Linked DNA regions of Mus musculus: regions 1, 2, 4, 5, 6 and 7 are each linked to region 3. The links are chromatin contacts, called in public promoter capture Hi-C and targeted proximity ligation maps. All regions are on one chromosome and are shown on one strand. The core of a region is the stretch at or near the end of the contact, and the rest is flanking DNA. Distances in the headings are between cores, read along the strand shown. Region 1 holds the start of Ifit3b (interferon-induced protein with tetratricopeptide repeats 3B). Region 2 holds the start of Ch25h (cholesterol 25-hydroxylase). Region 3 holds the start of Ankrd22 (ankyrin repeat domain 22). Region 4 holds the start of Ifit2 (interferon-induced protein with tetratricopeptide repeats 2). Region 5 holds the start of Lipa (lysosomal acid lipase A). Region 6 overlaps Lipa (lysosomal acid lipase A). Region 7 holds the start of Ifit1 (interferon-induced protein with tetratricopeptide repeats 1).

Region 1 (2,755 bases), core at 100-2,599, 440 kb after region 3:
TACATTTGTATACACACAAAGCAGAGCAAAAGAAACAGAGAGGCAGAAAGCAAGAAAATCAATTGATGTATCAGTCAATCAGTCAACCATAGCCCCCTATATTCTTCAAAGAGGGAACAACCTTGTGAGTGTGCCATTTGCCTGATTTAACAACTTCTGTTACTTAGAGATTTTCTGCAGTGCTAAAGCAACATCTCTTATATCAAGGCACAATGCCTAAGTGTCCAGCCCACCGTTTCCTATCCATCAGAGCAAAGAAGCAGAAGGATGCAGGCCCATCCTCCTTGGGCTTGTACATTAGCATTCCAAGTCCCACTAGACCAAAATCAGGCATTGTGCTCTGAACCACTAAAGAAAATGAGATCAATGAAAGTTGTATCCTTTCTGTGGCTTTGCTACCTGAGGCTTCCAAAGTTTAGGCTTAAGGCAAACACAGTGGGTCTAGCAGGTATGTGCTTACCTCTTATGCCATTAACAATCTCAAGTTGCTAAGTGAAAGAAGGACCCAGAATTCCACAGCTGACTAGGTTATCATGCTTAGCAAATGAGCAGTGAAAGCCACGCTTTAAAGAAATCATGAAGCTAAGCACCCAATCCATACCTAAGGATTGGTCCTCCATACCTCCTTCTACTCATGCATGACTTCATAACTCAAAGCAGAAGTCTTTCACTTAGTCACATATTTGTTCTCCCACCCAGGAAGCAGTGATGCACATGTTACCAATTCTATTCAGGGACTGGGTGTAAAGTAAATGATCACCACAGACCTCTAGGTGTGAAACAGCACAGCGAATCCCCCTGGTGTTTTGCTACTTGAATTCAGTGTAGCATAAAATGAAAACATTGGTTTGATTAGACTCTGGCAAAACTCCAGAGCTAGTCACATGGACATAGTCATTAAAGCTGGATTGAAACCTGTGTACCACAAGGGAACTCAGAGAAGGAAACACACTATCACTTCTTTCAAAATATTTTAGAATAGTTTCTTTCGTGTGGCCCCAGAAACCTCTGCAGAGTGCACTAGAGACTGTGGAAAACACTCTTTTCCTCCCAGAGGGACTGTCAGGCTGGAGGAAATGCCTCTCGACCCTCTGACACCAGAGGCAGAGTCCAGAGCTTATCCAATGCTGTGGCCAGGACATAGAAGGTCTCAGTGGTAAGTTTCACTTTCCTCTTCTGGTTGATTTTAAGTCTGTTTCAGTTTCTACTTTCCTCTTCCCTTTCACAAACACTGAGTCCTTAGAAGCAGCAGAGCACCAGCTGATTCATCCCCCCCCCCCCCCCGACTGCCCTCTTATATAATCCTCTGAGTCTCCACTTAGAGTGGACTGAGATTTCTCAGCCCACACCCAGCTTTTCCCAGCAGCACAGAAACAGATCACCATCATGAGGTCAGTGCAATCTCTGCTTCTCCAATTAAATGATAAACTGAGCTGATCACTGCACAGCAGAGTCTTAAGTTGTCTGCTTGCTTGTAGATTGAAATCACTTGCATGAGCATGGCTTTTTTTTTATTGGACCTTTTTCATTATTTCTCTGTGTAAATGTGCAAGACACTGCAGTTTCTAAAACTGCTCACTGGATGCCCCTGGAGAATATTGATAGACACGGGTAGGTCCACTGAAGCACAAAGTTTGACTCAAAGCTAGCACTAGAGGAGTCACTCTTTCTGGGATTTGTTGGTGTTTTATTAAAAGTGATCAAGACAATAGAAAGTTGTGTGTGTGTGTGTGTGTGTGTGTGTGTCTATCTGTCTGTCTGTCTGTCTGTCTGTTTGTCTGTCTGTGTTTCCATGTGTGTGAGTTTGTTGTGTTTTTCTGTATGTGTGTCTGTATGTGTGTGTCTCATTGTTTATGTGTATCTGTGTGTGTGTCTGCATGTGTGTTGCTGTGTGTTTGTATGCGATGTGTGTATGTGTCTCTGTGTTTGTGTGTCTGTGTGTGTGCTTTTTCAAAAGAACCAATCCTTCGCCAGTAGCTAGTGTAAGAGTTGGAAACAGTAGTGCAAGCTCACTTCATGTTTGTGAAAACTATGACCACTTCATGATTGAGGTTTTAAGAAATAGTTCTCACAGATGAGCAGGGCTTTTATTTAAATTGGGTTTTTTTTTAATTTTTCATATGCCACAAAATCTCAAAGGTTAAAGTTTTTTTTCTAGTATCTAAGGCTGCAGGACAAGCAAAAACACATTTCCCCTCAAATACAAACTCTGCTTAATTTGTAGCTATGAAAGCAGAACAATGGTTACCTAGAGATGGTAAGGGTAGAATATGAAGATACACACAGGAATTTCAGGGATGTCAGACATAACCTATAAGGAGTGTGGGTGGGCACATGGGCATAAACAATTGCTGAGACCCAGTGTACACAAATCATTAAAATAAGTGCATTGTATTGTAAGTAAAGAGTAATCATAGTATTTCTGATGTTTTTAAAGAGATTTATTTATTTTGTATATATGCATACACTTTGGGTGTCTGCAGACAAACCAGAAGAGAGCATCAGATCCCATTACAGATGGTTGTGAGCCACCATGTGGTTGCTGGGAATTGAACTCAGGACCTCTGGAAGAGCAACAAGTGCTCTTAACTGTTGAGCCATATCTCCAGAGAGTGAATTGTTTTTAACTGCAACTATAACTGCCATTAGAGGAGACTCAGAGAGAACTAAGAGGAAGGGCTAATGTTTCTGACAAATACATATCATGTAAGGATACAAGCCTTGTTGGCTGAGGGAAGGCTGATGTTATTAGCTA
Region 2 (2,700 bases), core at 79-2,578, 310 kb after region 3:
AAACTTTTTTCAATATAAATATATCATTTCATTCAAAAGTAGAAAAAATATACTATAACCTTGGTCACTGCCCAGCAGGAACAAATTTGATTATTTAAAGAGTCAGAAATCAGGTCTTCTCTCAACATGTGAGGTTAGAGCCCAGTTCCAGTGCGATTTCATACATAGGAAAGTCTTGGTTCTAGAAACAAATCATTTCAGAGATCATAATGATTCAAATACACCACGCTGAATGTCTACCTTGTGTCCTGGAGTCAATGACACTGGGATAAGTTGAAATTTAACACCAAGACCACAATTAAATTCACATAGAAACATTATATAAATTACTTTGTCAGGCTGCAGAAACAACATTAGATTTTATAGCAGTGTGCATCACTTTAAAAGTTACAAACTTCTAATAAAGTAACTCAAGTCTGTTTCTTCTTCTGGATCAAGTGTACAGCGCATCGCTCTCTGGAGTTCACGCAGCGCTCACCGCAGGCGCAAAGGCTCTCTGGCAGGGGCGCGGACCGCAGAGTGCCCAGCATTTTGTCCCAGTGTGTGAAGTAAGGAGCAAAATTGCAGTTAAACTGAGAGTGATGCATGTCGTGGTGAGCCACGCCCCCGTACCAGCCAAAGGGCACAAGTCTGTGAGTGGACCACGGGAAGTCATAGCCCGAGTGGTCCTCCACCGACAGCCAGATGTTAATCACGTGAAAGGTAAAGATGGTGAGTGGGTGACACCGAAGCACCGCGACGTTCAGCACGTCGAAGAAGGTCAGCGAAAGCAGCTCCCAGAAGCTCATGTATTGGGTCGCCAGCGCGAAGGAGGACGAGTTCTGGTGATGCACCTTGTGGAAGGTGCGGTACAGCCAGGGCACCTTATGGTGCAGCAGGTGCCACGCGAAGATCTCGGTGTCGAAGAGCAGCAGGCAGATCAGGACGTGACTTAGGAGCTGGACGAGCTCAGGGGCCTCCTGGGGGAGGAGCGCCGGGCTGCGCACCCAGTGCAGCAGCGTCACCGGGAACACGAACACCAGGTGCTGGTAGAGTGTCAGCCCCAGGCAAGGCAGAAGCTGCTTTACGGAAGGCGAGAAGTCCGGGTGGATCTTGTAGCGTCGCAGGATGGGGACCCAGGGATACAGGACGTCCAGCACCACGAACGGTAGGCAGAAGCCCACGTAAGTGATGATAGAAAAGGTGACTGGGAAGATGGGTGAGCGCGTGAACGCCTCCCTTGTCCTTATGGTGTCCCAGAGGGGCTGCAGGAGCAGCTGGCTGGAACAGCCCAGGTCTTGGAGCTCCGAACCGTTGTAGCAGCCCATGCTGAGACTATGTCCCACAATTGTGGTCTCCCCAGCCCCGCCGACTTTTCTTAAGACTGTGGCCACTCCCCCCAGTGACGTCACCCTTCCGTCTCCTTCCCACCTCCCTTTCCCTGCTAAAGAATTTTGCTTAAATAACCCGAATTTTGTTCCTGTCTATGTCCTGGTTTATAGCTGCATCAAATCTCCCCTTCACGCAAGCAGCGGCCCTTAAAGCCCTTTCCCAGACGTAAAGAACTGTTTGCTTGCCTTTCAGCTGATGTACTAATGACACAGGAGAGAGCGATTCTGCCTTGGGACAGTTCACCCGCCATCACCGCTAAAAACTAATGAGTTCTTCGCTCTCAGAAGGCGCTGTTTCTCAACCAAAGCAGAATTCCCTGGGTTTTAAAATATCTGTTTTTGACTGTTTAAAGACTTATTCTACACCTTGGGGGACTCTGAGTGTGCGTACCTCACGCCACAGTGCTGGTACTGGGTCCGTTGCAGACAGGGATTGAGTCCTGTAGGAGAGGGAACCTGGCATCCTCCAAAAAAGAGCAGTCAGGCTCGCAGCCTTTTGGCGCGGACGACTCTCCCGCTCTGGTGCCCTTAAAGCCCGCGGTGTCAAGAGCAGAGATCAGATCCTGCAAGACAGCGGTCAAGAGGGCAGCACTGCCAGCCTTTGCTCTGGGTTGGAGAACGGAGGCTTAACACCCGTAAAGGCTCACTCGATTGGGCCAAACCGCAAAGGCCAGTGGAGAAGAAGATCTGAGCAATCTCATAGCCTCCCGGAACATGTCTCATCTCCCCTGCCATTTCCTTAGAGGTCCCTCAGGCTCCGACTTTTACCAACCCTCAGTTGTTCCCTACTCCTCAACTCCTGGATACCCTTTCAGACACTGGGACTGATCGTCCAGGGACTGAGCACAGGAGGTCAGTACTATATCCAAGGAGAGTGCCCTAGAGAGTGGAGCACAGAAATCAGCCCCGGGTAGCGGATACACGGCACAGAAGATCCCAGAGGAAAGCCAGGGGCCATTCTCCCAGGGTTTCCTTCTTGAATTTGTGTCTTTACAGCTGCTTTTCTCTGCTGGAAGCTAACATAGTCTTATACAAGCTTGTGTTTCTTGTGTTATTTTCCAAAGAAAACAGGGATTGTAGCTCTAGGAGCCTGCTGCCAGTCCCCCCTGGGGGGGGGGAGGGGGAGGGGATGGACTGTAACTTTTGCCTGCACAAGACTGTTACTTGTGATTCACACTCATCAAGAACTGGCTCCCACATTTGTCAGGAAGTACCCCATAACTGTGGCTTCACAGCTCTCTATCTAAGGCCTCAGCACATACCAAAGGAAATAAGGCACACAATCACTTTAACTTTGTATTTCACAGGTAACCACTAAGATATTTGGAAT
Region 3 (2,700 bases), core at 2-2,501:
AGGCACCAAACAACCACCTTTCATGCTAGCAGATCCAAATCAATGAGGCTCCCTTGAGCTTAGAGAATGGAATGCTGATTAGCAAGTTAATTATGTCAGACAAGGAGTAAGTTATGAATAATAATAATGATAATAATAATAATGAGAGGAGAAGAAGAAGAAGAAGAAGAAGAAGGAGAAGGAGAAGGAGAAGGAGAAGGAGAAGGAGAAGGAGAAGGAGAAGGAGAAGAAGGAGAAGAAGAAGAAGAAGAAGAAGAAGAAGAAGAAGAAGAAGAAGAAGAAGAAGAAGAAGAACCACTACCACAACAACATTACTGTGCCTCTGATACTCTTATTCAAACATCACCCTTTGAAACATTGAAAATGTATTTGATTGTAGTAAGCTATGTTCAATGTAGAAAAATGTCCTGACAGCTATCAAGAGGAAATAGTCCAGATATCAAAGCGGTACTTCCTGTCATTGTGTCTATACGGTGATAACCTATATTAATAATTGCCAAAGGTGAACTTCCTTCCACATAATAAGCTTCAAGGTGTTGTTGTAGTCATGGGTTCCATGAAAAGCTTGCCAATCATTTGGCTTTTTAGAAAATCCAATTAGGTATGAGTTTCTCTTGCCCTCGTGTATTTCACTGAGACACAATATAGCTACAGCCCCGTTTTTCGGTATCACCTCTGCAATTAGGATGTCAGAAAATATGTATCCCATCACTCTCAACTTGAGTCTAGCTAAAACTTATTATTTCAGTCTAACTTGTGTTAAGATACCAAAACAAACAAAGCAAAACAAAAAATAAACCCTAAATATCTTAGGATCACAAGAGATCTTTCCTGACTTAATACTCACAAGGAACACTAAATAGAATTGAAAATAAGTCATGATAACAGGGATAGACAATTAATCGTGGAAAAACAAAAGAAATTTTTAGCCCCTTCGGACTCCTATGTTCAGAATTATGACTTACCTCAGAATATAGGATTCCCATCCCGGTCCTTCCTGGATTCGCACCCTCTCTACAATGCAGTAGTGAATCTTCTAGAGGCGTTTCTAATTAATATTAAATTTCTTCCAGGAAAATAAGGTCCCTGGAAGTCCAAGCTGGTGGCGAGCCCTCTCTTTCCACACCTGGGAATGCCTTTTCAGCAGTCTGTGACAGCAACACACCTTGTAGAGAGACAGGCTATGAAGAGAAGGCATTGGCTTACAGGTAATGATCCCAGCTGTATCACTGTTACAGCCAGGGGAACCGGTTTCTGAGTCATGTACCTCTGCCAGTGGAGGCGGCAGTAAAAAAGGAAGCACAGGTGGGGTGCTGGGAGGAGGAACTTCTTAGGCCAGCAGGAAGAGTTCAAAACAGGACTCTGTACTTACGCAATTTCTGAATTGAAATCCAGCATTCAGTGGCCATCATAGTCAGCCAACTCATTAGTGAGAGTCACGGGATCTAGTTAGGTAAATAATCCTTAAAGTCATGGCTAGCAAGTTACACCTTTCCCCCAGACACTTAAAGGGCCCTGTAAGTTAATAAATTAAACTTAACTTAATAGTTTTTTTAATTATTTTAATTGATGTGTGGTAATTATACACATGTATTCAGTATTATATGATAATTCAAAAAGTATTATATATAATGGTCAAGTGAGAGTAATTAGCATTTCTATATGTTTTAATGTCATTCTTCTGAGAACCTTCAAAGTCCTCTCTCATACTTTTTTTATAAGTAAAAAAGATGCAAAGTAGATCACTCTGAGGTGCTGTGGAGCACCAGGCCTGACTCCTGCTATATCTGTTGTGGTACCTGTGACTCAGCCTCCTCCGCTGCCACTAGCACCTTCTGTGCCTGCAGTCATCGCTACTATAATCTCTTATCGTGGTGCTGTAGGGAACAGCTGAAACCCTGCTCAAAGTTCTTTTGTGTTGTGTGACACTTGTTTTATTCAGACCGTGCCTTGCCCTGACAGATTTCAGTTTACAAGCAACATTTGACTCCATTGTGAGAATGGCGGATGACTGTTCATCTTGCTGGACACAGGAGCAACAGCAGCTGTCTGACATGACCTGAGAGGCCCTAACTGAAAAGTAGTTTACTCCTTAAAGGAGGAAAGGCACATTGGTCGCTGTGAACTGGGATCGCAGAAACACATGGGCATATTATGATCATGATCGGAGGAGTAGGTTGGGGACTTAGCAGACACTCCAAACTGAGGAATGGATGCTACACTCTCACCTGGATGGATGGTGATGCCTCAAAGAGCATCCATCTGACCTCCTGCCCTGTTTATGAAGAGACCAATGGAAACAGAACTCTTGATTGTCCCCAGGACATCACCTTAGCTCACTCCTTATTATTGATGCAGACAACAGCAAATTTCTATCCACTCATCTCCCTATCATTAGTGTGGGCCTACTCCTACCTTTTGCTCTCCCGACTCTGTGGCCTAGGTCCCATGTCTCATCTCTGAAGCTCTACTCCAACCCTATAGCCTATATCTACCACCACCACAGGGTCTTCCTGTATAGACTATCTGATGGCAGTTTTCAAACTTCTAACTCATTGAACAGCCTTTTAAACTATCCATAGTCATTCTGTAAACTACATATACACATATCATATATGTGACATATCATGTGTGATCTGAGGATATTAATAATTAAGATTACTCCAATTTGTGCTTGTCACATGGAAAAAAGAACTTTTC
Region 4 (2,740 bases), core at 221-2,720, 380 kb after region 3:
ACCAGGCCTGATGGTAATGAAGGTACACTCACCGTTGGTCATGTGTGCTGTGGTCTGGGAGGGACTGAATGTTGTGAAGACAGTCTCGGTGATGCTAACAGAGACCAACCCCACTCACTCTAAGCCTGTGACCATCCGAGGAGACTTTTGCATCCAAGTTGGTAAGAATGGTTCTGTAGAGAGCCCAGCTTGTGGTTTCAGCCCAAGGAGCTGGTGGACTTCAAGAGTTGTGCACAGGACTGGATCTATGAGTGACAGGAAGGCCCCTGCTTTGCCACCTTCTGACCCCTGTTCCCACAGGCAGGGGACCAGCAACTCTAGATATTTCTGGATCTTCCTTTGGCCTTTAGGGATCCTCTGGGAGCTGTGACTCCCTGTGTAGTGTTAAGTACCACTATTAGATTAAAATGTCTCATCGCCTGTGAAGAGAAGGAGGAGGAGAGGGAGGGGGAGGGGGAGGGGGAGGGGGGGGGACTCAATTTAGAAGAGAAACTAAATTGACAAGACCGAAGTGTTTAACCACCAGGCAACAGGGAGGGGTATGATGGATCCTTAGAATGACAGTTCACTGCTAAAACTCTTCCTTTCCCCATCCCCTATCTCCTTTCAGTCCTAGGGACAGAAGCCAGTGTCATGGGCAAGAGCTCTGTCACTGAGCTACATCCTAGCCTTGGAACCTCACTTTCTTTTAAAGGACTTTGAATGTCATTATCTTTCATTCTATCCATCTATCTGGATCTATATCTATCTATCTATCTATCTATCTATCATCCATCCATCCATTTATCAAGGGTGCCACACGGAGGTCAGAGGACCACTTGCAGGAGTCGATTTTTACTTTCCCTGGGATTAAAATCCCATCCCAGCTCAGATCCTAGGGCTTAAAGTCAAGTGATATAAGCCCCTGAAGTCATCTCCCCTAAGCCAGTTGAGTCTCAATTTCAATTTAAATCCAGGAATTCAATTCAGGATCATGTCCCTCACTAAGATGGACTATTAGGAAACTGGAAATGAGTGAACCATCCTCTAAGAATCAACTAGGTATTATCTCTGCTGTCCAGAATATTACAGTCTGCGAATTAATCCGCTTCAGTTAGCAACATCAGTAAACATTAAAAATAGGAAAGGACAGAAAAGGATCCTGTCTGGTCTTGCATTGTGCAAGGAGAATTCTATGCTAGAGCTGGGCTGGAGCACCAAGACCCAGAGGCTGGAAAATTCATGGGAGCTTCCTGGAAGAATGGATAAAACCGTCTCTCTCCCAATTCCGGAAGTATTTCTGCTGCAAACTCTCAAATTTAGCATCTAGGGATAATAAAGCTAAAAGCGGCGGAGAAGGGCACCCTCTGGCGACAATAGCAGGACACAGTGGGAGGAAGCAGCGCTAAGATGGAGTACCACCCCAAAACAAAGCTCCCTGGGAGCTGTAGTCGAGCCAGGTTGCCTGGGTGAGTGCAGTTTCCCGCCCTTAGTGATGTGGGGACCCAGCGAGATGGAGCTCACTTTAGGAAACAGCGGGGAGTCCCCCAAAGGACTAAGGTATTCCAGCCACACCCGACTAACGCTGCAAATATGTAGGAAAGAGAGTGAAGCAAGATATTTTTAATGAGTAGCCCTGTCTAGTAGTAGATCCCTCAAAGCACCAAGTGTGGGTAGGGGTTACATCCGGCACCCGGCAGTCAGGAGTCATTGGCCACGCACCCTTCGCCAGCGTCCATTCTGCCGAAAAGCAAGTTCTGGCCTTCTGCAGTTAATGCTTTTTTACCCATCAGCAAGATGCACCAAGATGAGACTTAGAGGTAGGTGGTCGTCGCTCTTAAATGTGGGTGGACGCAACTTTTGTTTTCCTGGGCTGTCCACTAGGGGCGCGTGGTGGACTCTGGGTCCTAAGCTATATATCTAGTCACTCTTTTATCCAGAACCCACCCTCAGCTCACTCAAAGGCTTTCAAAAACAGCTTTTTTTTTTTTTTACTTCCGGTTGTTTATTTGAGAAGGAATGCACCAGAAATTACAGAAACCTTTTTAATGTCCCACAACCTCTCAACTCTGTAAGTCTATTAACATGTTATTGTGTAATGGTCTCTCCCCCTCCCCAACCTCCCTGTGTTCCTCAGGTTTGGTGTTTTAAAATGACAGCTGATGTAGGAATTCCTCTCTGTGGAGATAGAGTGGACACAATGAATTTCTTTCTTCCCCCCCCTCCCCCTCCCTCGCCCTCTCCCTGCCCCCCTTCTCTCTCTCTCTCTCTCTCTCTCTCTCTCTCTCTCTCTCTCTTCTTTCTTTCTTTCTTTCTTTCTTTCTTTCTTTCTTTCTTCCTTCCTTCCTTCCTTCCTTCCTTCCTTCCTTCCTTCTTTCTTTCTTTCTTTCTTTCTTTCTTTCTTTCTTTCTTTCTTTCTTCTTTCTAAAATATTTTCTGGATTTAAATGTTGGTAAAGGAAGAAGAGAGGTAAACGTTAGAAGTAGGGACTGGGAATCTCAAATTAGGGTGCAGTTCAGAGATGAAGAAGGCACAATGAGGTATTTGTGTCCTCATGAGGAAAGTATTTGGGAGTGCTGAAAGCAAGCAGTGTAAATAGCATCAGGACAGCAACTGCTCAGGAGGCCATGCGCCTGAATCACACTTATACTTCAGTAAAATGTTAACAAAGACTCCGAGACAACAGAAGGAAAAATTAGAACACGTTGGCACCCTGAGAAGTGTGCTATTCAAAAGAGTAAGGCAGTGGCTGAAAAGACCA
Region 5 (2,700 bases), core at 161-2,660, 360 kb after region 3:
GCTCTCAGAAAATTGCAGTTTCTCCTGAAGTTATTTTTTCCAGCATTCCAGACAGAAGAGAATAATCTCTGGAGTTTGTCCTGGCCACACATGCTTTTAATTGCCAGCATAGTCTTATGTAGCACAGTCTAAGGCTACCTTTCTAACTTCAGGTCACTGTCCCAGAGGTCCTTCAATACTAGAGAACATAAAAGCAGTCTGAAAAGCAAGGGGGGGTGGGGGCGGTAGATCGATAAATAAAGGTTCCCAAGGCAACTTAAAATAAGCACTTTTCTTTTTGGTGGAAGCCGTTTTTACAGAACCTGATACAGTCTGGGAAGGGCATTCACACCGTGAGGTGATTGGGGAAGCTACTCACATGGAAAGTCACCCATTAGACTTCCTTCCAACACAGCACCGTTACTCAACGAACTTGACAAATAATTCTCACAGAAGGGGTTGTCTGATAAGGCTCTGAGCTGGGTTTAGTGCGCTAGTCTAGGTGTTTAGAACATCTTTACCACAGTACTTATGGCTTTGCAACAATCCAATTCATTATTTGTCTGCCTTCCTTTCAACTGGAGAACGGAAGTGGGGGTGGGCAGAGCTGAAGTCTGATTTAACTTTGAACCTTCAAGACTCTGACAAGTCCTGCATAAATAGTACAAATGTTGCTTTTAAAAAATGGGCAGGAACAGCTCCGCAGTTCAGAGACAGACGAAAATAAAGGTCCGGGGTAGTTTTTCAATAATTCCTAAGCTATTGGCAATGCCCAGATGTTGCAGTGCCTCCTACAGTCTGACGCTTCTCTACCAACTCAACAGTACTAACTAAGCTCATTTTCCAAGATAATGTAAACACGCCAGTCAAATACTGGAAGCAAAGGACTAGCTGATTATTCAGCAGTATCGCCGGGGTTTTTAACCAGGACCCACTCCCAAGGTTGCTGCTGGCCATGCAGTCGTGTAAGAGCTAAGAGTAAGGTCGTGGGAGAGCTAACGGGAAGAAAGGATGAAGAGGACTGAGAATCAGGCATTCTGCCTGTCCAGCAGTCCAAGAAATCTGGGCAGGGTTCCTAATCGTCGATCGCGCCTGCCCAGGAAGCGGGAGGGCGCCCAGGGAAGGACAGTCCACTTCTTGTTGATACCCACATAATCGCCGCCCCCCAAACCACCTTCAGGTACCCGACACAGAGCGTGCCCCGGGAGCAGAGCAATTGGAGGCCAGAGACCCTGGTGGGGCCTCCTCTCCCAGCCCTGGCGATCCACAGGACACCAGCTCCCGAGCCCGCTGCACGAAGCCAGCCCCAAAGCAGTCACTCACCGGGAGTGGTCCTCCAACCTCAGCCTCCAGAAGCAGTGCCCACTACAAGCAGGCGAGCTTGGCCAACCTGGTGCCTACACCTACTTGGTGGGAGGGCGGAGCCGTCACCCTGCCCAGGACTTTCACACAGCCAATCAGGGCAGTCCACCACCGGGAAGTGCCCTGGTGACTCCACCCCTCCTGGCCATCGGCCTAGCCCTGGGGAAGCGGACTCAGAGGAGCATGCGCCTTCTGTTCGCCCAAAAGATTCAGCCCAGCCCAGGCCTGCTCTAAGCCCAGCCAGAGCTTCCTCCTGCTTCAAAGCTGGTGGGCATCCTGTATACCTAGCACTTAGCAGAGCATTATAAACTTTTTCCTCTCATGACCTCCTTTTACTTCAGAAATTCTCATTCAAACTCCACTAGCTAGGTATACAAATCAAGCATTTTTTAACAATAAATTATAAAGAAATTCATTTTAAAACAATTATTTTAGTATTACATATATACATACACATATATGTATATATATATGTATATATATATGTATATTTACCATTTTCTGCAAACAAAAACAAATTGGTGTATTAGTGAGACAGATGTGCTTACTTTTACAAAATACTGCTGCACATTCAGCAACATAAAACGGTTCTCAGAATTGGTTCCTACTTTGTTGTTGGAGGTGTAGCCGATGAGACCAGTACAGCCCATAAATACATAGCACAGAATGTCTGAAGTATTTTTAGAGACATTGCAAAAATTGCTCAAGTTTTGTCCTATCTCAAGTCAAACTTCAGTTTATGACTTTTTATGAAACTCGGTCAAGGAAACCAAACAATAACTTTTAAAAATCAAACATTGTAACACAATGGAATCCAAAGGAATGCTACTTTTATACTTACATGCTGAGGAAAGACAGTGGGAAAAATATTAAAAGCCTTGGCTTTCTATAACTTAACTGTTATCTTTCTATAACAGCAGAAAACTTTTTACATGCAGTACAAACACTGCACCTCGTAACCATCATTAATGTGAACAAGGCTATCTCAGGCAGGCAGTCTGTGGTACTTGCTGCCACACAGGGGACAAGTGCACACGTTGCATGTACAGAACCTAGACAGCAGTGATGTGCATCACACAGGCAAATATGGCCTGAAACACGTCACAGTCTGATATGTTTGATTTTGAATCCACTTTTGGTAATTACACATCCAGGCACCTTTTAGGGTTACCAACATTTTTTGTGACACCCCCATGTGAGGTTGTAACCTATAGTTTAGAGGGCTAGGCCGTAAAACACATGAACTTTATAAATAAAAACAAATGAGCACCCTGAAGTGCCAGGGATGACTGTGGCTAGCAAAGCCCAGCCACAATCTGCGCATCCTCCACATTGTGATGCTAAGTCCTCTCCATAGGC
Region 6 (2,700 bases), core at 148-2,647, 330 kb after region 3:
GTTTCTCCACAGAAAAGTGACCAGACTACACATTCGGAACCAACAGAGCTCATTGTATTAATCTTCAAGTTTTTTTTTTTTAATTTTTTTAATCAGTGCAAACTGCTTTTCAAGAGTCTACGCTTATTTGGGGGGGGGGGGGGGGCTTGGCCTGAAAAATTTTGTTATTGAGGTCTGATGAAACTGAAGAGAGGATATTTATTCCTGGAGAAGCTGGGATTACACTGGATTTCACTAGGAAGCTAATGCATTAAAACATGAAAATGTTGTTTGGATAGGTAAACACAGGAACTCTGGGCTAGACAGTCCTCTAAGGCAAAGGGATGAGAACTGAGTACTTTGGGTTTTTTTTTTCCTCCTTTGTCTTTGGTTTTCTAGAGACAAAGTCTCGCTTTCTAGATGAACCCTAAGTCCTACAGCAGCCTTCCTGTCTCAACCTCTGGAGAACTAGGATTGTAGGTTTGCACTGCCACATGAAGCTCAGAGCAAGGAGCTTTTCATCGTGTGTTCAGGTCACTGGCAGACTTATTTTTGCTAGCAAACAACAGCTTGAAATGTCCTGTGTGTGCTCACTTGTGTTGGGCAGGAATATAAAAGCAACTGAGTAGCTTGGTCTACTGCAGAAGGTTTGAGGCAATGATTCGGTGAGTGAAGGGCTTGCTACACAAGCATGAGAACCTGAGTTCCTGTCCCTAGAATCAGGGTAAAAATGCCGGCTGGGACAGACACCCCATTCCACCGCATTGGTGAGGGGGAAGGTAGAGACAGGCAGATCCTGGAGGCTCATGGGCCAACCAGTGTAACTGAAATAGCAGGCTCCCTGTTCAGCAAGAGACCCTGTTTCAAAAAGTAAGATGGGAAGTAACTGAGGAAGACACCTTGATGTGAGCCATTACCTCCACACAAGGGCCAGAACACAGCCCACACACACTTAGGCACATATATGCACAGCACATATGCACCGAAAACAACTGTAAAAGGTAAACAAAAGGATCACAGAGACACTTAAAAGGCATCACTGGTTGTGGACGCTTGCTAGTCAGTCACAATGAAGCATAAGACAGCTAGCGTGCTTCTTATTAACCAGAGAGCAATGTACACCTTCGACGTCATCATTTTCTTGCACATAAAAAATACAAATGACCTAGGCAAGGAAAACACAAGGATTTTACAGAAATTAAGCAAACACCTGTTTTTTTTTTTCCCCCCTCTATTGAAGGGGAAGTATTCAAGTCCAGCATTCACTGGTATTTCTTCATTAGACTGATTATTTCATCATACAGTTTCCAGGGGGCATCCAAACCCCAGATAAAATCCAGATGGTCCCACTCAGGAATGTTCTTGTGATACACCAACTTGGGGATTTGAGTCAGTAAGATAGTGATGTCATTGATGTCTGCCAGCCAGTCCCGGCCCCCGCTCCACAAAGCAGTGGGTAGACGCATGTTTTTTATGTTGTACGAGGGAGGAAAACTCTACAAGAGGAAAAAAAAAAAAAAAGAGTCATAGAAAGCTTTGCAATTATTCCTGTTAAATTTTTTTTTATTTTAATAAATGAAATCTCCATGGAAAAACAAATGTCTAGTAAGTTTGATTTGAAAGTAAAAATTTAATTTAAAAAACAAACAAACATGTTTTAAGAATTGCTTCCATTATGTTTTTCAGGTAGTCGTTACAAGGAGTAGAACTGTGCGGTTTTTTCCTCTTTGCTGCACTATAGGGACCACTTAATCCCCAGTGAGCATCACGGTTTCCCCCAGATGTGGAGTCAAGGCAGTAGAGCCAACTGAACAGGGAGGCACTGTGGGCTCATCTCTTCATGCCCTCTGAATGCAAGAGAAACCACACAACTCCTCCATGCCTCCATTTCCTGATCTTTCAGCCCCCCCCCCCCCACACACACACACACATGCAAGGGCTAGTTCAAGAATTAGGAAAAGCAGAGAGAAAGGTTCTCACGCTTTAGGAAACGCAGTGATCAAAAATGGAAATGTTACTTAATGGAAAAGGCTTTAAGGCCATGTAATATGCCTGAGGTCTCACATCTAGCAAGCTGGCAGCTGCCTGAAGGCTCTTTGGTTCTAAGGAGTGTGTTTATGATCCTACTGAATCACAACGACCCCTTATGGACAGCCTAAAGGATGGAGACAGGAGGCCTGGGCCATACCACCACTGACAGATCTGGGAAGATCTGAGTGGACTGAGAGAAAACTTCATAACCAGGCAATTCTGCCGAGAATATTCCCCCAGCAGCTGGGCTCACCTGAGTTCTGGAAGCCTAGGCTGGCTTCGGTGATGGAAGCATATTTGAAAATTCTTACCTGGTTGTAATGAAAATAATTCTTTTCACTGCTTCCCCAGTCAAAAGCTTGAAGCTTACGGTATTTAAAAACCTAAAAAATAAAATTTGGAGGAAAAAAAAAACTTAGCAGAGATGAAATTTATAAAATAATATAAGAGGTTACTAGGGCCGGGCGGTGGTGGCGCACACCTTTAATCCTAGCACTTGGGAGGCAGAGGCAGGCGGATTTCTGGGTTCGAGGCCAGCCTGGTCCACAGAGTGAGTTCTAGGACAGCCAGGGCTACACAGAGAAACCCTGTCTCAAAAAACCAAAAACAAAACAAAAAAAAGAGGTTACTAGGTTAATTATATGCTCAGAAATCAAGTTACTCCCTAATCCAGGTCTATTTATCATTTCC
Region 7 (2,700 bases), core at 183-2,682, 470 kb after region 3:
GCACGGAGTCAGGGGACTGAACCCAGGAGTCAGGCTTGATAGCAAACACTTTAACTCTCTAACATATACCTAGTTATCTGACTGACACATAACTCTAGGTTCTCTAAAATTAAACTTTACTGGAGAAAGTGACCAGAGGGCCAACTCCTGTCTTGGTGTCAGCTGATGGGGGGGGGGGGTTAGGGCTGTACCTACCTGGTCAAAGATAACTCTCAGGAGAGGCTAGCACTATATCAAGGAGATGGGATTAGATGTTTAACTTCTTTCAATATTTTTAATATATGGAGGTGAGAAGGATGAGCTGAATTTGAGGACCTAGACATCAAAGGTCAGGATAAGGAACTAGACAGCAATAAAGGCTGAGATTACAGGTTAACCAAGACAACAGACTAAAGTATTTGACCTCAACCTGAAACAGTGTGAGCCCCACTGTCTGTAGTTCCCTAGATTGCTATTAGCCCTTAAAATGGTATTTATTTTACGTGTATGAACACACTGTAGTTGTCTTCAGACACACCAGAAGAGGGCATTTAATCCTATTACAGATACTTGTGAGCCACCATGTGGTTGCTGGGAACTGAACTCAAGACCTCTAGAAGAGCAGTGAGTGCTCTTAACCACTGACCCATCTAGTAGCCTTGCTATTAGTGGGATAGCATCAAGGCTCTGAATAACCATCACCCTTTAGGGATTCCATGTTTGGTTCTTGTTAACATGACTATGATTGGTGGAAAGAACCCTTTAGAGTCACCTCAGGAGAAGTTAACACAAAGCATGGCTCTACAGCTCTCTGGGCAATGGGAAACTGTCCTGGTTTATAAAGACTGTATTCCTAAGGCTTCGGATAGGCTGGGAAGCTATGGACCAGTCAATGCAGGTGAATAATGACATCTGTGGAAGATGCTAAGGATAGACACACAACAAACCAGCTAGTATCTTCTTCCACTTCCACAATGCATGAGAACTCACTCTTCCAGTCCCAAACTTTCCCTTTGCCATCCTAAGACCCCCTAGTGCCACATGGGAAAGTCTCACTTCCAAGGAGGAACTGCAGACCTTCAGTTGCTTGGAAGAAAGAACAACACTGCTTCTGAAGATGCCAGTCTGCTTTCCATTTTATCTGTATCACCTCCATCAGCCCCTACCTAACAGATAAGAGTCTCTGGGTGGCAGGGATGTCTCACTCTCTCTCTCTGGACAGCAGTCTGGATCCGACATGTCTGTATCCGTTTCAGAGCCTTCTCCTCATCGATTTCAGTGGAGAATGCAGTAGGGCAAACCCCACAGTGCCCCACAGTGCGTCTCCCTGGATAAACTGCAGGCTTCAGTTTCACTTTCCAGTCTCAGTTTCAGTTTCTCACTGCTGACTGAAAAGAGCACACCCCCTAGCTCACCCAGCCCTTTAAAAAAAACCTGAGCTTCCAGTTGGTGTGACAGTCTGCAAGAGAGCAGAGAGTCAAGGCAGGTTTCTGAGGAGTTCTGCTCTGCTGAAAACCCAGAGAACAGCTACCACCTTTACAGCAACCATGGGGTAAGGATTTCCCTGTTCTCCACTCTGAGGGAACCCAGGACACAGACGTTTGCTAGTGGCTGTTTCTGAGTGTGCCTCTAGCTTCTCTTTCTACTGCTGATGGGGAACAAGGATGCTAATTGTCCTGAGGGTCCAGGGAGTTTGCTTAATGCCCCCACTAAGCTGTGTGCCTGGTGCTGGATGTGTGACTGGAAGCTTGTTTTGATTTTTAAGGCTGTCTCACAGCATGTAGTAGGACGTACCTGGGAGAGAATTTAGTGCATGCTCGGCTCACAAACAAAGATGATTACCAAACAGGCCCTCTGGAATGGAATAAAGGACCACCAGTGCCCACTTGGTGCTCCAAAAGTGAGCAGCAGGTTAGAGTATGCTCCTTCTGATCTTCTGAGGACATAGTCCTTAGAATGTTCCAGCATGTCCTCAGAATCTTCCAGCCTATCCCTCAATGGACCTCTTGAAATGCTGTTCAAGCTTTCTGTTCCAGGCGCATTCATTCCCATCCCTGGCTGGCTAAACAAATAGCCAGGGCAACACCTCTCTCTCTCTCTCTCTCTCTCCCTCCCTCCCTCTCTCCCTCCCTCCCTCCCCGCGCCCCCCCCCCCCCCAGGATTAAGAAACAAAAATGTGTCAATTCTATTCTCTCTGACAAGAGGTATTAAAACCTTTTGGCCAAGAAACTAAATATATATGAATAAATATATATGAATATATGTTATATAAAGCCATGTCAGGAAGTTTGATAAGGTAGAGCAAGTAGAGACCCAGAGACTCGGTGGGCACACAACTGAGGCTTAGGGTATGGTGGGTAAAAGTTCTATACCTGAGTCAAGGGCCCCACACATCACCAGGAAGATAATGTGATTGATACAGTACCACCAACCAGTGGTTCCAGATTTAATAGATGGTGCATGGGGCACTACATCACACCCTGAGCCTGAGTATGGAGATATGGAACATCTGTGTTTTGCAACTGTTCAGAGGAATAGAGCATATAACTAACAAGAAAAAAGGCTCTCCTGCCTACCTCTGAGACCTAGGGAATCAGGTCACCTCTGATCCCTTGAGCCTGTGGGCCCCCTACTCCTATTGCCCTTCTGAAGTCAATTGGTCCAGAAGGTAAGAAGAAGTTTGGTAAGGTAGAGCAGATGCTATGCATAGGTGCATGTACC

What was found. Promoter capture Hi-C pulls out the DNA fragments that hold promoters and counts their contacts.
Region 1: a promoter capture Hi-C map of second pharyngeal arch cranial neural crest shows a contact between it and region 3. A contact is called at or near these places in 9 of 39 promoter capture datasets (the C10 cell line, cranial neural crest, frontonasal cranial neural crest and 5 more) and 1 of 130 datasets of targeted methods (memory CD8 T cells).
Region 2: a targeted proximity ligation map of stem cell-derived neural progenitor cells shows a contact between it and region 3, with 4 times the contacts expected there. A contact is called at or near these places in 7 of 39 promoter capture datasets (the 3T3-L1 cell line, the C10 cell line, cranial neural crest and 3 more), 6 of 130 datasets of targeted methods (DN3 thymocytes, the NIH/3T3 cell line, bone marrow-derived macrophages and 3 more) and 2 of 9 other capture datasets (adipose tissue and liver).
Region 4: a contact with region 3 is called in a targeted proximity ligation map of T-cell acute lymphoblastic leukemia, with 3 times the contacts expected there. A contact is called at or near these places in 8 of 39 promoter capture datasets (the 3T3-L1 cell line, the C10 cell line, cranial neural crest and 4 more), 5 of 130 datasets of targeted methods (the NIH/3T3 cell line, T-cell acute lymphoblastic leukemia, large pre-B cells and 1 more) and 3 of 9 other capture datasets (adipose tissue, liver and pancreatic islet).
Region 5: a contact with region 3 is called in a promoter capture Hi-C map of neutrophils. A contact is called at or near these places in 9 of 39 promoter capture datasets (the 3T3-L1 cell line, the C10 cell line, cranial neural crest and 4 more), 3 of 130 datasets of targeted methods (the 230-238 cell line, bone marrow-derived dendritic cells and memory CD8 T cells) and 2 of 9 other capture datasets (adipose tissue and embryonic stem cells).
Region 6: a promoter capture Hi-C map of pre-B cells shows a contact between it and region 3, with 2.4 times the contacts expected there. A contact is called at or near these places in 12 of 39 promoter capture datasets (the 3T3-L1 cell line, 3T3-L1-derived adipocytes, the C10 cell line and 6 more), 4 of 484 Hi-C or Micro-C datasets (B cells, Th17 cells, liver and 1 more), 2 of 130 datasets of targeted methods (the 230-238 cell line and bone marrow-derived dendritic cells) and 2 of 9 other capture datasets (adipose tissue and pancreatic islet).
Region 7: a contact with region 3 is called in a targeted proximity ligation map of memory CD8 T cells, with 12 read pairs. A contact is called at or near these places in 25 of 39 promoter capture datasets (the 3T3-L1 cell line, 3T3-L1-derived adipocytes, the C10 cell line and 15 more), 4 of 484 Hi-C or Micro-C datasets (the 3T3-L1 cell line, 3T3-L1-derived adipocytes, embryonic fibroblasts and 1 more), 1 of 130 datasets of targeted methods (memory CD8 T cells) and 2 of 9 other capture datasets (embryonic stem cells and macrophages).

Annotation. Positions count from the first base shown.
Region 1 is chr19:34,606,608-34,609,362 of GRCm38.p6, forward strand. Ifit3b (interferon-induced protein with tetratricopeptide repeats 3B) reads left to right here and starts at 1,350. Exons shown (of 2, transcript NM_001005858.3): 1 at 1,350-1,391. The coding sequence starts at 1,387. It also overlaps a transcript of Ifit1bl1 not described here.
Region 2 is chr19:34,473,820-34,476,519 of GRCm38.p6, forward strand. It overlaps Ch25h (cholesterol 25-hydroxylase), which reads right to left and starts at 1,329. Exons shown (of 1, transcript NM_009890.2): 1 at 1-1,329. The coding sequence starts at 1,307. The coding sequence ends at 411.
Region 3 is chr19:34,164,790-34,167,489 of GRCm38.p6, forward strand. It overlaps Ankrd22 (ankyrin repeat domain 22), which reads right to left and starts at 1,252. Exons shown (of 6, transcript NM_024204.6): 1 at 966-1,252. The coding sequence starts at 986.
Region 4 is chr19:34,549,224-34,551,963 of GRCm38.p6, forward strand. It overlaps Ifit2 (interferon-induced protein with tetratricopeptide repeats 2), which reads left to right and starts at 1,471. Exons shown (of 3, transcript NM_008332.3): 1 at 1,471-1,799.
Region 5 is chr19:34,526,064-34,528,763 of GRCm38.p6, forward strand. Lipa (lysosomal acid lipase A) reads right to left here and starts at 1,411. Exons shown (of 10, transcript NM_021460.3): 1 at 1,303-1,411.
Region 6 is chr19:34,492,739-34,495,438 of GRCm38.p6, forward strand. It overlaps Lipa (lysosomal acid lipase A), which reads right to left. Exons shown (of 10, transcript NM_021460.3): 9 at 2,322-2,393; 10 at 1-1,475. The coding sequence ends at 1,242. Among named protein-coding and RNA genes, the nearest start is that of Ch25h, 19 kb to the left of the region's middle.
Region 7 is chr19:34,639,457-34,642,156 of GRCm38.p6, forward strand. Ifit1 (interferon-induced protein with tetratricopeptide repeats 1) reads left to right here and starts at 1,433. Exons shown (of 2, transcript NM_008331.3): 1 at 1,433-1,531. The coding sequence starts at 1,527. It also overlaps a transcript of Ifit1bl1 not described here and a transcript of Ifit1bl2 not described here.